Linked DNA regions of Mus musculus: region 1 is linked to region 2. The links are chromatin contacts, called in public HiChIP or PLAC-seq maps. All regions are on one chromosome and are shown on one strand. Each heading gives the region's core, a stretch centred on a gene start, on an enhancer-like site or on the middle of the called end of the contact. The rest is flanking DNA. Distances are from core to core; before and after follow the strand shown.

The links. HiChIP or PLAC-seq counts read pairs in DNA pulled down with a chosen protein or histone mark.
Region 1: an H3K27ac HiChIP or PLAC-seq map of thymic regulatory T cells shows a contact between it and region 2, with 3 times the contacts expected there. The contact joins the enhancer-like site here to the promoter of Rara in region 2. A contact is called at or near these places in 3 of 115 datasets of contacts at active chromatin or transcription factors (bone marrow-derived dendritic cells, large pre-B cells and thymic regulatory T cells) and 2 of 9 other capture datasets (embryonic stem cells and liver).

Annotation. Positions count from the first base shown.
Region 1 is chr11:99,183,113-99,190,372 of GRCm38.p6, reverse strand. No RefSeq gene overlaps it. Among named protein-coding and RNA genes, the nearest start is that of Gm32249, 18 kb to the right of the region's middle. Within about 2 kb of position 3,337, at least 35 of the 459 cell types and tissues checked have an H3K27ac peak or open chromatin away from gene starts, as enhancers often do. A contact at or near this core is called in bone marrow-derived dendritic cells and thymic regulatory T cells, where this site is marked.
Region 2 is chr11:98,933,242-98,940,047 of GRCm38.p6, reverse strand. It overlaps Rara (retinoic acid receptor, alpha), which reads right to left and starts at 2,352. Exons shown (of 9, transcript NM_009024.2): 1 at 2,169-2,352. It overlaps Gm46294, which reads left to right. Exons shown (of 3, transcript XR_003949771.1): 2 at 1,846-2,124; 3 at 2,507-2,785.

The DNA of each region.
Region 1 (7,260 bases), core at 2,088-4,587, 250 kb before region 2:
TCCACGTAATGGCATAATGGCAATGTTGTCCCCAACCTCCCTCTCCTGCTCCTCCATCTCTCTATTCCTCATCCTCTGCTCTCGAGCCCTGGCCATATCCAAACCGTTTCTCTTTCTCTCTTCTCTGGACAATTCCAGATGCCTCTGGATAATTTCCCTCCCTTATTCACAACCAAAACATTTAATGGAGTGGCCCACGCGAGCAGTTTCTTTACTGCACCCCCCTTGCATACAGTCTTCATTCTCTATAAGGTTCTACTGTTCCATAAAACGTTTACATTTTTTGCATGATTTTTTTTTCTTGTTAATCTGTCTTTTGTTACAGAAATCCAGGCAAGAACTCAAAAGGGTTAAAGTTGGGTGAGGGAGAGTCCCTTGCTTACAAAATCAACTTTTCCACTCCTGGTCTGAGTTGTTCTAGGTCAGTGCAGCTGAAATGCCGGATAGTTAGCACAGGACCGTTTGGAAGTCTGGTAGCCTGCAACAAGCCAACTTATTTACAAGCATTTTACTGCACTAGGATCAAGAAAGGAGAGTAAGCCTGGCCTGGAGGCTCACACTGAACGACTTCAGCACTTGGAAGTTGACGTTGGAAGATTGCTGTGAATTTGAAGCCAGTCTGGCGGGCTACATGAGTTTCAGGCCAGCATGGGCCACACTGTGAGACCCAGTCTCAAAAAAAGAAGGAAGAGAAGAGCCAAGGGGGAGCGGGACCAGAGAAGTTTACAAGCATAGGGACTGCATCTCACCCAAGCATCCTTTCTCTGACAGCACTTCCTGATGGGAAGGTTAAGGGGAGAAGCAATAATCCCAGGGCTGATAGCGCCTGTGATGCGCTGTTACAAACCACCTGAAGTGGCAGGTTAGGAGCCGCCTCTTCTGCTTGGCCTCTAGCGCCCTCTACAGGAGCTTGGCAAGAACTGGCCGCAGGGACCTCGGACAAAATCTGACTCCGCTCAGTTTGAGATTGAGGAAGGGCATTTTACCACAACTGTGGGAAAGTCCCTGGGCTAACTGAAACAAGTTGGTCATCTCGCTAAATAAAGCTGAACCTAAGCTATATACAGGGATCGGACAGGGACCCGTGCGACCCTACCTTCATCTTTACGGTTGAAATGAGAACAGAGAATGAAAATGGGAACTTTCTGACTCAGTCAGTGGGACAGAACGCTGTGTCAGCCGTGGCAGCCCAGGCTGGGCAGAGAGGCTGGTAACTTTAAGTTTCCTTTGGGCCGTTAATCATTGGTCTTTCACTCATTCAACATTATTCAGTATCTGCCAAGAGCCTTACTTGGCTCAGATGAGGTCCAGTGTGATATGGTCCCCGTGCTTTGTCAAGTGGAAGAGCAATTTGAGCATAGGACAGGACCCAGGTGGCTACAGGACCTCCGAGTTGCACACTGGAGCACCAGGGCCAGCTCCCAGGGTAGCCTCTCCCAGTCCAGTGCCCTCTGCTTTGCACTGGAAAAGATTGATTCGGAGTCAGAACAACTTTGAAAGCCCGGAGGCCTGGGTGGAGTGGGGGGTAGGGATAAATCATATAAAAGTGTGTTTTTATACATTCCAGTGTCAGTGTTTGGGAAAGACTGTTCTGTGGCCTAGTTGTATTGAGAATAAGGGTATGTGACATGGATTGTAGATGAGACTGGCTGGGAAGGACACATCATGGTGGCTTTCTCTTACTTCCTTTGGGCTTGGGCTTGGGCTTGGTTAGGGTTTGGAGTCTCAGGACTGGAAGAGGAGCAGGAGGTCACAGTGGTTAGAAGAGGTGCCAGACGTTCTGCTGGACAAAGATCAAGTGCAGGGGCCATTTGTCATTCTTTCGGGGCTAAAGAAAAGCATACTGCCCAGGGTCCCTTCCCACTCACGCTCAAAGACAAGCCCTGGACCCCTGGGCAGGATGACTGCTCCAAGGGTGGGATTCAGTCTGGGCTGAGAACCAGAGCTCTTCCCAGTCTCCTCCCCTCCACTTCTCCCCTCTTGTTCCAGCTTAGCCCTGTCCCATCTCCTTCTCTCTGTTTTCTAAGAGAGAAGGGCCCAGTTCTAAGAACTCTCCGCCAGCCATCCCTCCGAGGGACAGTCATCCTCCTCCTGCCTTCTCTGCCTCACAGGACCACACAGGTGAGAGCCACCCAAGGTTTCTCATTTCTTTCTTCGGTCTTCACGATTCTCCTCGGAGCTGGGCCCAAGGCTCCTGCTGCTCAGAGCTTTCCCCTTTCCCTGGCTCTGCAACACTGATAGCAAATCCTGACTTGCATACAACGGAAGGCAAATCCTGCCTGACAGCCTGTCTGCTCTTCTGTGCTCGGGAAGACACGGGGGTAAAAGAAGAGGTAGGGAGGCGAACTCCACCTGAGGGTCTGGAGAGATAAAGTCTCACGGGGCCAGGATTTTAGACTCAGGGGACCCTTAACCAAGGCCCTTGGGAATGATAGACCAGTTTGTTGGCCTGGGGAGCACACAGAACGCTTTGTAAATGGGCTATGACATTATAGAAATCAACCAAGCCTGCAGGGTTGGGAGGAGGGTTAGTTTTTAGGGTGAGACCGGAAAGATTCTACACAGGTTTGTGCCGGCGACTTCTGTCTCTGTTGGTACACAGTGGGGTGAATGATGGGGGAGTGGAGGGGAATGGTGACCTTTGAAGATGATAACCTCTGACCCCAGAGCCTTGTTTCCAAGTAGATGAAGCTATTACATGTTCTGTGTTCCACCGCTAGTCTCTTTCCTTTAGGTTAACCTGTCCTTCTCTGTCAAGGGCTGCCTTCCCTGGGGAGAAGCCTTGAGCACTGAGATGGGGGTTGAGTGGAGAATTTGAGACAGTGACTTTCTTGATGTCCTAGGGGACTGAATGGACAAGAAGCATCCAGGTGTTTGTGGCCTTACGCAAATGCTCTCAGGCTTTCTGTGAAGTGCCATGCAGGAGGTGACGGAGCTGTGGTATAAGGCCGGCTCTTGTTTGCATTAAGTTGGCCTTGGGTCCCTATGCAGTTGAGAACCTGTTCTGGTGGCTTTTCTTCCTCCTTAATTATCGGGGCCCAATCTGAGTGCCCTGAGAATGCTACCTCTTGTTTATGGTCCTGCAAGGAATCTCAGAAACTCCAGCATCTCCCCAGACTGCATCATTCCCTCCTTCCCAAATGGCCAGACCTGAACCCTCTCCTAGGACTATCCCCCCTGTCAGAAACAAAAAGAATAAAATTGGGGCAGCTCAGAAGTCTACCTTCCACTGGGGGAGCTCTAAGGACCAAATGAGAAAGGCTGTGAATGGGGGAGCAGGCTACAGAAAAGCCCTAAGTGCTCCTCAAACCCAAGGGGGTTTTGGTTGTTGTTGTACTGTAAGAGGTACTGTAAGAGAACTCTCCCCTCTTGTTCTCACTTCCTCTTCTCTGCCTCAGGCCCAGGAAGGGGAAAATCCTTCAGATTCGCAGCTGACATAATAGAACTAAGACAACACTGGTAGAGTTCCATTCTCAACCAAGATTTTCTGAAAGACTCCGCAAAACTGGGTTCTGATGGTCCTATAATGATCATGGCCCTTAAAGAAAAAGAAAAAACAAAACAAAACAAAACACTGGATTGCTGGGCAGTGGTGGCACAAATCTTTAATCTGAGCATCCAGGAGACAGAGGCAGGCAGATTTCTGAGTTCAAAGCCAGCATGAACTACAGAGCGAGTTCCAGGACAGTCAGGGCTGCACAGAGAAACCCTGTCTTGAAAAACAAAATCAAAACAAACAAACAAAATCACTGGATCAGAAGAAACAATGTTAGAAGAACACTAAAGGCCTGCCAGTCTAACACTCCACTATACAGCCCTATGCAGATGTCCTCTAGGAAGGGAGAGTGACAGCCTTTTCCAGCAGCCCTGGAGAAGGCATTGGCCCCAATGTTATGCTAACTGCCTATGCCTACCATCCACTGGTTCTCAGTGTGGCTGTGATGGCATTTCAATTGCACAGAGAACCCAGGAATGCCCCTAGCCTGCTTCCCTTGCAACAGGGTCCAAGGGAAACCAGACTAAAGAATCAATAGAAAAAAATAGGGGTTCTCTGTAACTCCAGCAAGATTGGCACCAATGACATCATTAAGCTTAGGGAAGAGTTCCCCCATCTACTGAGAATCATAAAAAACAGTCATACTGTGTACTTATCCTTCAGGGTTAGCAAAGTTCAAAAGATGGTGCATGTCCCAAGGGGTTGGACTGTGTGAAGGTCATGAGTTGTGGCTGAAAAGTGGCCCTGGCTCACCTTTAAGAGACACTGAGCCTCATCACCTGCTGGATATGAACTACAACAATCTGATGAATGGCTACCCTGATGTTGAGATGCAATTTTGCCAAATCTCTACTTCCAACTACAGAGAGACATTACATGTTTGTCTTCTACCCAAAGATGTGGTCTATACATGTCCTCATAACCTGACTCATGGCAGGGATAGAGAAAAATTTGGTTAATTTCTATCCTTATGTCCCCAATGATGAATATATATCATATATTTGTGAACAAAATCTAGGAAAATGTCCAATGGAAGAGTGGATGGGTAAATGAGTGGCTAGGTTGGTGGGTAGATGGATGGATGGGTGAATGGGTGAATGGATGGATAGATGGATGGATGGATGAATGGGTAGATGGTGGGTGGGTGGATGGATGGATGGATGGATAGATGAATGGGTGAATGGATAGATGAGTAGTTAGATGGATGGGTAGGTAGATGGATGGTGTGATGACCAGGGAGTGACACCATCTGGAGGTGTGGCCTTGTTGGAATAGGATCTGGTTGGAATGGGTGTGTCACTGTGGGTGTGGGCATAAGATCCTAACCCTAGTTGCCTGGATGTCAGTCTTCCACTAGCAGCCTTTGGATGAAGACATAGAACTCTCAGCTCCTCCTGCGCCATGCCTGCCTGGATACTGCCATGCTCCCACTTTGATGGTAATGCTCCCACTTTGATGGTAATGGACTGAACCTCTAAACCTGTAAGCCAGCCCCAATTAAATGTTGGTTTTTTATAAGACTTGCCTTGGTCATGGTGTCTGTTCACCTAACTAAGACAGAAGTATAGATAAATGAGTGGATGGGTAGATGGATGGATGGATGGATGGATGGATGGATGGGTGGGTGGGTGAATGGATTGATATAGGTGTAGATACCAAGTGGTTATAGCCTGAGCCACCTGCTTCTAGGATTTTTGTATTAGAAAATATTAAAAGTCTTGGCCCAGTGCTTCCTCCCCACTTTAGACCATTTGTGTTCCCAGATGAAAGGCATACACAGCCTTCATATTTTTAATATGCCTTAGGCAGTACTGTAGCTAAGCACTTGCTTGCCCTCCATGCTGTTAGAATCTACTTTCCTATCAATACTACTAAGTTTCATCTAGGCTGCTCTTAGCTCCAACTGGCCAGCCCACATGGCCATATTTTTTACAGCTCAGCTAGCCCATGGTGGCTCTTCTTCCTCCTCTCCTCCATGTTCTCCTATTTAATAGTCGCTTCTCCTCCTCTTTCTCTCCCTCCTGGTCCTCCCTTCCAAAGCCTGCAACCCCCCAAATCTCAACCTCACCTATGCCTTTTCTGCCCAGCTATTGGCTACCGGAATCTTTATTCGCCAACCAGAATTAACCTGGAGGCAGGGTCCCAGGGACTACATGCAGACTCCAGGTCTTGGGGGCCTGGACTTAGCATTGCCATAGACAGTAAAAGACAAAACCTCAATACATTCTCTTTCAAGAACCTGTGTTCTTCAATAATAAGAGATGGAAGAAGTAGTTTAATGATAGAGTGCTTTGTGCATGACCCTGAGTTCTGACCCAGTACCGTAATAAGAAAATCAGAGAGAGATGAGTATGCCCTGAAACATAACTAGATGTGGGAAAGGCTTTGATTTCACCTGTCCACGGCACATTTGGAGGACATTGTACCTTTGTGTCTTGCTCCCCATGACCATGGCAACTCTTATAAAGGAAAACATCTAATTGGGTCTTGCTTACAGTTTCAGGGGTTTAGCCCATTTTTATCATGGTGGGGAGCATGGTAGCACAGAGGTACACATGGTCCTGGAGAAGGAGCTGCGGGTTCTACTGTAATGTCAAGGAAGTGTTAGTGAACCCCCAAAGGCCAGACAGGAGCCAATCCTATGTAAATCACACCAGGGCCTTTATTTGAGCCAACTTGGGCTCAGACCACCCCTGACATACAGGATAGTTTTGGTGGAGAGGAGCCCCGAGTATTTATTGGGGTAAGGTTTTATAGAAAGGGGCATGCGGGTGGGTGAGTGTTTCTAGCCTGGCAAGCATCTAATTGGAGAGCTACTCTGGCCTTTAGCATAATGGCTGGTGCTGGGAGTCAAAGCATAGACTTAACTTCTGTTTCCCTCTGCATTGCTGGGTGTTAGGCAGAGGGCGGGCCTGTCAGAAATTAACCTGGAAACACTGGATTTGTTGGGAGAGATTAATCTGGAGACATAGGTCTTGTTGGGGTTCGCCTAGAAACTGGAGCTAGGCTAGGGTTTTGTTGAGGAGTAACTTGGAAACTAATGCTGGCCTGTTAGTTTACCTGAGTTCAAACTTAGGTCAAGCTCTCTAAAATGGAGTCTGAACTTAAAAGGTTCGATCTCTCACTACATCTAGATCCGCAGACAGCATAAAGGAGGAGGGGGAGGGAGAGGAGGAGGAAAGGGGGAAGGAGAGAGGGAGAGGGAGGGGGAGAGGGAGGGGGAGAGGGAGGGAGAGACTGCTACCCCCAGTAGCACTTTTCCTCCAACAAGGCCACACCTCCCAATCCTTTCCAATAGTGCCACTCCCTGGTGAACAAGTATTCAGATCTCTTCACCTGTGGGGGCCACGTCCTTCAAACTACTACCCTCTGCCTCTCACTCTCCATCATTTGACGGTAACTTGCCACTGAGTGGAACTGACCTCTTAGTTTAATTTAAAGCATTTAATGGGAGCAGGTTGCATTATTAAAAGCTTCGGGGATGCCTGACAGCCACTTCACCATGGGCACCTCACCAACACTGGACCTTTGGTGTGTCATCGGCCTCTTTTCTCCTCACAGATGTCACTTGTAACTCTGGCTGTCTGGTTTTCCACTCGGAGTCCTCATAAACCCTTCTCTTGTAAGGATTGATTTAAGCGTGGGGAGCTGCCAGGCTGAGGGACTTGTGGGATGTGACTGCCATTTTAGGCAGCCCCCACTTTCCTGGGTAGCATGACTCTCAGCAGATATAGAGGATAGGGAAGAAGGAACCAGGGGGCATG
Region 2 (6,806 bases), core at 1,103-3,602:
ACTCAGCGCACCAGGGCCCCCTCCAATTGAGAAGGGGTCCCTCTCTGCTCAGGCATCCCCGGGGGCATTAAGGCTATTCCGAGCCCTGCCCGCATGACGCCTAACTCTGAAGACTATCCATCTAAAACCCCAGTTCCTGAACAGAGTCACCTGGTAAGAAAAAAACGCAGAAGGCAGAGCCAGCTTCAGAGAGCAAACGGTTAACGGAAGCGTCCGTGTCAGTGTCCCCCCCACCCCCACCCAAGCAGACCTGAAGGCTACTCAAGTGTCCTCACCCCCTCACTAGACAGGCTGACAGGAACAACGTCATGGCGTGTGTGGGTGACTGTGCCCACCGGAGGAGGCACAGGGGTGATCAGGATGAGCTACAGCTAGCTTCCTGCCAGGCTGCCACATGGTTAAGAGGAGGAGGTGAACCAGAGAGGGATCCCAGAGTGGCAGCAGGTGCATTCAGGGTCAGATGAGAGAGAGAGAGAGAGAGAGAGAGAGTCAGAGCTGTGGCAGGCAAGGCCCAGCCCGGGGGGCTTCACTGAACTGCGACCAGCTCCTGCAGTGTGGGTCTTCTGCATACACCACAGGTTCACACCCTCCAAGTGCCTGCACACCCACCATCGTAGGCTCCCAAGGGCCTACTTGAGTCTGACCCCACTGACCGCTCTGCTTCCCAGCCCAGCCTCCCAGGCAGCAGTGATGTATATGCCAACCCCTCCCAGTGCATCATCTTTCAGAGACACAAACTCTGTGACTCCACATCCCCCCCTATTCCTCAGGAGAAAGAGCTACATAGATAACTCCAGAACCTCTTCTTGCTCCCTCCCCCTACTCATCTCCACCCCTCCAGGGGAAGCCCCAAGGCTCCAGGCCACCCCCACTCGAATCTGGGCCTTCCGTGCTTCATCTCCATACAAAGCCCTGGAGGAGTAAGAGGAGTTTGGGGGTCTGAACCCTAATTTCCTCACAGGACATCAGAGTCCTTACTGGATAATATCCTCCCCCGCCACTCCCCCACTCGCGTGCCCCAAGTTTTGCCTTGTGAAGATAAAAGATGACAAATCTGAGTCCCATCCCCGGGCTGATGGGGTGATCAAGGGCAGAACTGAGAGCAAAGGGTAGCAATTCTGTTGGAAAACATCCACACATACATGTGCACACGGTCCACAGGTAGAAGGTAGCCATCTGGCTGCAACATCGGGAGCTGGCATCAGGTAAGGAGCAAGGGGTACCATCCCTTCCATGCCAGCATGCTGGGCATCCTATCCAAGACGGGATGAATAGTGGAGGGGCAGGGCAAGAAACTTCCCAAGACTCAGTTTGTTGTTGTTGTTGTTGCTTTTTAAATTATTTCCATATGAGCTAGCCCCCACCCCCAGCCTTGCACACTGGGGAATCTGTCCCCCTTTCCCACGAACAGTAAGACAGCAGGGCAGTGCCCAGAGAGAAAAGGAGACACAGTTAAACTGATCTGCCAACCACCCCTCAACATACACACATCTGGCTAGCAGCTTCCAAGCCTCGTGGGTGGCACTAAATCCCAGACATCCTCAGCGAAGCAAGGTCGGCCAGTCTATTCTGTCCTTCCCTCACCCCAAAAGGCTTCCACAAGCCCCAAGTAACACAAAACTCAGGCGCGTCTCACCCAACTGCTCTGGCTCCCGCACCCAATTCTGACGGCTCCCCCACACTCCAACCGAGACACCAGCTGAGCGGGCCCCGCCCCCCCAGCCAGTTCCCTCTGGTGGGGGTGGGCCCCTGGCTGATTCTCCCCAAACCACAGGGCGGCTCAGGTAACAGGAGAAAGAGTAGGAGGGGGCTAGTCCGTTGGGCATCTGATCTCTCCCCAAACAGGTTTCAAGAAGTCTTTTTGTTTGGTTTGGGTTTGAAGAGAAAAGAGAGTTCCCAGCAGTAGATCCGCCACGACTGGAGCGCCGAGGACACGCGCGGCAGGCGGCCGCAGAAGCCTCAAGGCTGTGCGCGCGAAGACGCGGCGCAGACGGGGCTCCCCAACCCCGGACACGCCAGCGGCAGGCTGGGAAGTCCAGGAAACCCCAGGTCCCCGTCGAAACTGCCGGGCACCCAGTCCCCGCCCGCAGTTCCCATCCAGAGTGGGCCACCGGGCCCCGAAGTGTGAGAGAATCGAGGGTTCCCCAGGGTTCCAGGGGAGAGGTTACCTCGAAGCGAGGGGATGCAACCCGTCTGCGTGTCTGCGGGCACAGGGTCTGCCCCAAGCAGGCGCCGCGGCGCTGCCCGGCGTCAGGGGTGTGGGGTCCTCCGAGAGGAGCCGTCCGGGGGGCCGCAGCTCAGGGGCGCGGGGCGACGGCAGCGGCCATGGCGAGTCACGTGCAGAGGCTGAAACTTTACCCGGAGCCCTAGACTGGGGGGGGCGGAGGGTATGGAGCTGGGGTGGGAGGGAGGCCCCCCTGCCGCAGGCCCGCCCCTGCATGCCACGGGCCAATCACTAACCGGGGGCGGGTCCTCATGCTCACACCCGCCCCTCTCTCCTTAATAGACCCAGGGAAGGGCGAGTCTTAAAGGAGACGCTTCCAGCTAGTGGCCGGACCGTGGGAATCTGGGAGAATCCCTCCCTCAACACGCCAGAAAGAGATTCGGGGTGTGTGTGTGTGGGGGGGGGGGCGGTGTGAAGTTCAGAGAAAAGAATAAATTACGACTCGGCGGTGAACGAACCTCAGGGTGCGGGATCCTACACACACTCCCTTTCCCCACCCCCCACCCCGCTACACGCCCACACTCACAGAGACACACACACATCACACACACCTACCAAACCTGGGAAGAAAGGAGGTGGTGTAATATGGAGAACGCACTGACTCCTGCCCCAGCTGTCAAGTCTCTGTCTCTCCTAATCACAATCCTCCGGGGCCAGCTGAAACTGAAAGCTATCTGACCTTGAGCAAAACACTTGGCTCCTCTGGACCTTAGTATTTCTCATCTGTAAAGCCGAAGTACAAAGGGAAGACCGTCTTCTCCATAGAACATCCTTCTTTCCCAAACACCTCTCCGGCTTGAGTAGGTTAGAGGAAATTTCTAGCTCAACTGAATCCCTTCGAGTAGCTAGAAATATGGTCACCCCAAGCCAGCTCTTTGGACGGCCTGGAGTCGCTCTCCATTCTAGAAGACCCACTTGAGGGCCGAGGGCAGTTCATACATGTTCCAGGAGGACAGGATCTGAACCACACTCCATCTCCAGACCTCAATTCCCAACTGTCACAAGCCCCCTCCGGGCCAGCCGGAGGTTAAGGTTTCCACCTCTAACACTGCACTGGAGGAGGGTGAGTCCACTATGCAGTGCCTACCTCACCCGAGTTCCCGGGCAGAGAAGTGGCAACTGCCCCCCACAGGACATCCCACTGGCAAGGGAAGTGCCACACACCCAGGCCTCCACCCTGGGGACGCTCAGTCTAATCCGATGTCCGGATTTTCAGACTAAGAACAGGAGGTCCGAGGCCCATATGGGATTTTGTCCACGGTTGCATGGGTGTCTGAACCGGGCCTAGAACTAGAATATCTGCTTGTCTCTCTGTGGCTTTGCTCTGGCGGCCTTGGAAGGTAGGTAGCACAGCTCAGGTCCGTGGGACACTCTGTCCAGAGGTCGGACGCAAGGGAAAACTCCGCAAAGCGGTGCAGCGCTTCCCCAGACCCTTGCCGCCCCGCTGGGCTAGCGCAGTCTCCCGCTCCCGTCTGGATTTCCGCCGGGGCGAACCACCCGCCCAGCCCCTCTCTTGCCGCCCCGCCCCGATCTGTCCCGTCCAGATCCATCCACAAACATGCGCTCAGCAGGCAAGAATGCGTCAATGGCTCCCAGATGTGGAGGCCGCCGCTTAACCCATTCCCTTCCACGCACCCACTCCCGTGCCCCCGTCAAGCCTTCCAGCCAGAGCCCCACCATCATCAGGAGCCTCCATACAAGTGAGGAACCTACCTGGCTGAGAGGGTAGCCTAGGGCCAGTTCACCTCTAGTTTCCATAGGCTCCTCTAGCCTAGATCCTACCAGATAGGTGCATGCACAGAGTTACACTGCCTCCCTCCCACATGGGCAGCCTTCAGACACACCTGCGGGCATATGGATTCAGGTACACTTTTTTCAGGTACTTTTTCTTCTTCTTTCTTTCTTTCTTTCCTTCCTTCCTTCCTTCCTTCCTTCCTTCCTTCCTTCCTTCCTTCCTTTCTTTCTTTCTTTCTTTCTTTCTTTCTTTCTTTCTTTCTTTCTTTGTTCTTCTTCTTTCCCCTTCTTTCTTTCTTCTCCTTTCTTCTTTTTCTTCTTCTTTCTTCTTCTTGGACAGGGGTTCAGAAACCTCTGTGTAGCCCTGACTGTACTGGAACTTGCTCAGTAGACCTGGCTGGCCTTGAACTCAGGGGATCTGTGCCTGCCCTGCCTTCTGGGTGCAGGGTAGGATTAAAGGTGTGTGCCTTACCTTGTTGCATATGGGTATACTCTTCTTGAACACACACCCTGGGACAAATGGCCAGCCCCACACATGCTCATAATGTGACTGTGTACACCTCCAAGGCATATATGCACACCCGACACACACACACAAAGGGTGCCTACACATAAGGCCATGGAGTGGAGTGGAGTGTGCATATGAAATGATGCAGCTGGAGGTCCATATGGGCACAAAAGAGAAAACCCATACTCACACAAACCACTGCCCAGAGGAGTCAGACACATTCAAGATTGGACACACAGCCTACACACTGTGGGACACTTCCTTCATGCCCAGGGCACCACAGGTCCAAAGTCCAGCCCTACCCAAGCATGACTGCAGGATCAGAAGAGGTCCCTGGGCAGGGGACCAGGAGTCAGAAGTCCACAGCAGTAGTTGTGTTGGTCTCAAAAACGGGGTTCTCGGGACTGGAGAGATGGTTCAGAGGTAAGAGCACTGACTGCTCTTCTGAAGGTCCTGAGTTCAATTCCCAGCAACCACATGGTGGCTCACAACCATTGGTAATGAAACCTGACGCCCTCTTCTGGAGTGTCTGAAGACAGCAACAGTATACTTACATATAATAAATAAATCATTTAAAAAACAAAACAAAAAAACCAGGGTTCTCACACCCTTCAGCCAGGCACCCTGTTTCAGGAGAGCAGAGTACTTAGACTACAGCAAGAGGCTAATGGGAGAGAAGAGCCCCAGGGCTATCCTAGGTCCTCCACTCCTGCACGCAGGAGACAGGCTGTGGGGGTGGGAATGGGGGAAGCACTGGTTTCCCAAGACAAGTAGAGTCCCTCATCAGACTAGAGGAGGCCAGGGTGGGCCTCAGACAGGTAATAACTGTCCAGTGACAGCTCCTAGTCCTCAAAGGAGTTACAGCTTGTGGAACTCAAAAACAAAACAAAACAAAACAAAACAAAACAAAACAAAAAAGCCAGCATCAAGCCAGGTGTGGTTGCATACACCTGTAACCTCTAACACCAGCACTCGGGAGGCTGCAGCAGGAGCACTGCCAGAGTTCAAGGCCAGTTTGGACCATGTAGTCATGGCTACAGAGAAAGACCTTGTTTCAAAGCAGAATGACCAAAGGATAGCATATCCAGAAGTGGAAGCAGGAGTGAGCATTAGAAGTTTAAGGACAGCCTACAGACAAGAGGGACAGAGGGAGAGAGAGAAGACGTGCATAGCAGACACATGCAGGAACTACGCAGAATCTGAAGTAGGCTTGGGGAAAGACAGTCTCTCCCAGACCGTGGGTGAGGCAAGAGGGAGATACCTGCTAGAACCAGCCTCAACTTCCTCCTCCACAGCCTCACAACTCACTTATCCAAGAGGTCTACTTCCCAATTACCTTCTTTTAAGTCTCAGTCTACCAGAAGTCCTGTTTCCATTGTTTATAGGATAGAAAACTAAGGCTCAAAGAGAAATTGGCAGACTGGAGAAATGGCTCAATGGTTAAGAGCACTGATTGCTCTTCCAGGGGTCCTGAGTTCAATTCCCAGCAACCACATGTTGGCTCACAACCATCTGTAATGGGATCCGATGCCCTCTTCTGTTATGTCTGACAATAGCTACAGTGTACTCATATACATAAAATAAACAAATCTTTAAAGAAAGAAAGAAAGAGCCAGGCATGGTGGCGCATGCCTTTAATCCCAGCACTCCAACTTCATATAGTGTGGTTCATGCTTATAGTCCCCAGGCCTTGGGAGACTGCAGCAGTGGGATGGCCATGATGAGCTCCAGACAAGCCAGGGCTGCTACATAGTTAAGTTCCTGGCTACAGAGTAAGAACCTGCCTCAAACAAAACAATTGCTTTGCCACGGTCTTACAGTTTGTCGGTGCAGAGGTGCAGATGTAGGATTTGAACTCACACACTCCCCCCATTTCCTCTTCCAAATCAAACATATCCCACTCTATTCTCAAGCCTGCTGCCTCTTCCTTTACCTCATGTGGGGGGAAGCAGCGTGCTCTGCTCGTCTGGCTCTGCAGGTTTATGGGTAGGACTAGGAGACAAAAGAGATGAGAGAAGACACTGGGGGCTACACGTATAACCCTCCACCCTAACCCTAGTATGATGCCCACCTACCAGGCGGGCATGGCCGGGTGACTCAGCCACATCCGGGGAAGATGCCAGGGCAGTGACTCACCTACCGAGAAGAGAAGAGCTGAGTCTGGTACTTTGCCAGCCCGGGGACAGAAGCGACTTAGTCACTACCAGGGCTGTGCTGCCCAGCAGGCATGACCTACAGATCAGGGACAGGGGCCACAGGCAATGTCCTCCCTGGTTACATGCGCCCCCTGGTGAAGGCAGGCTTCAGTACTCAGGCTTCAACTGTGGCTCTGCCAGCCTC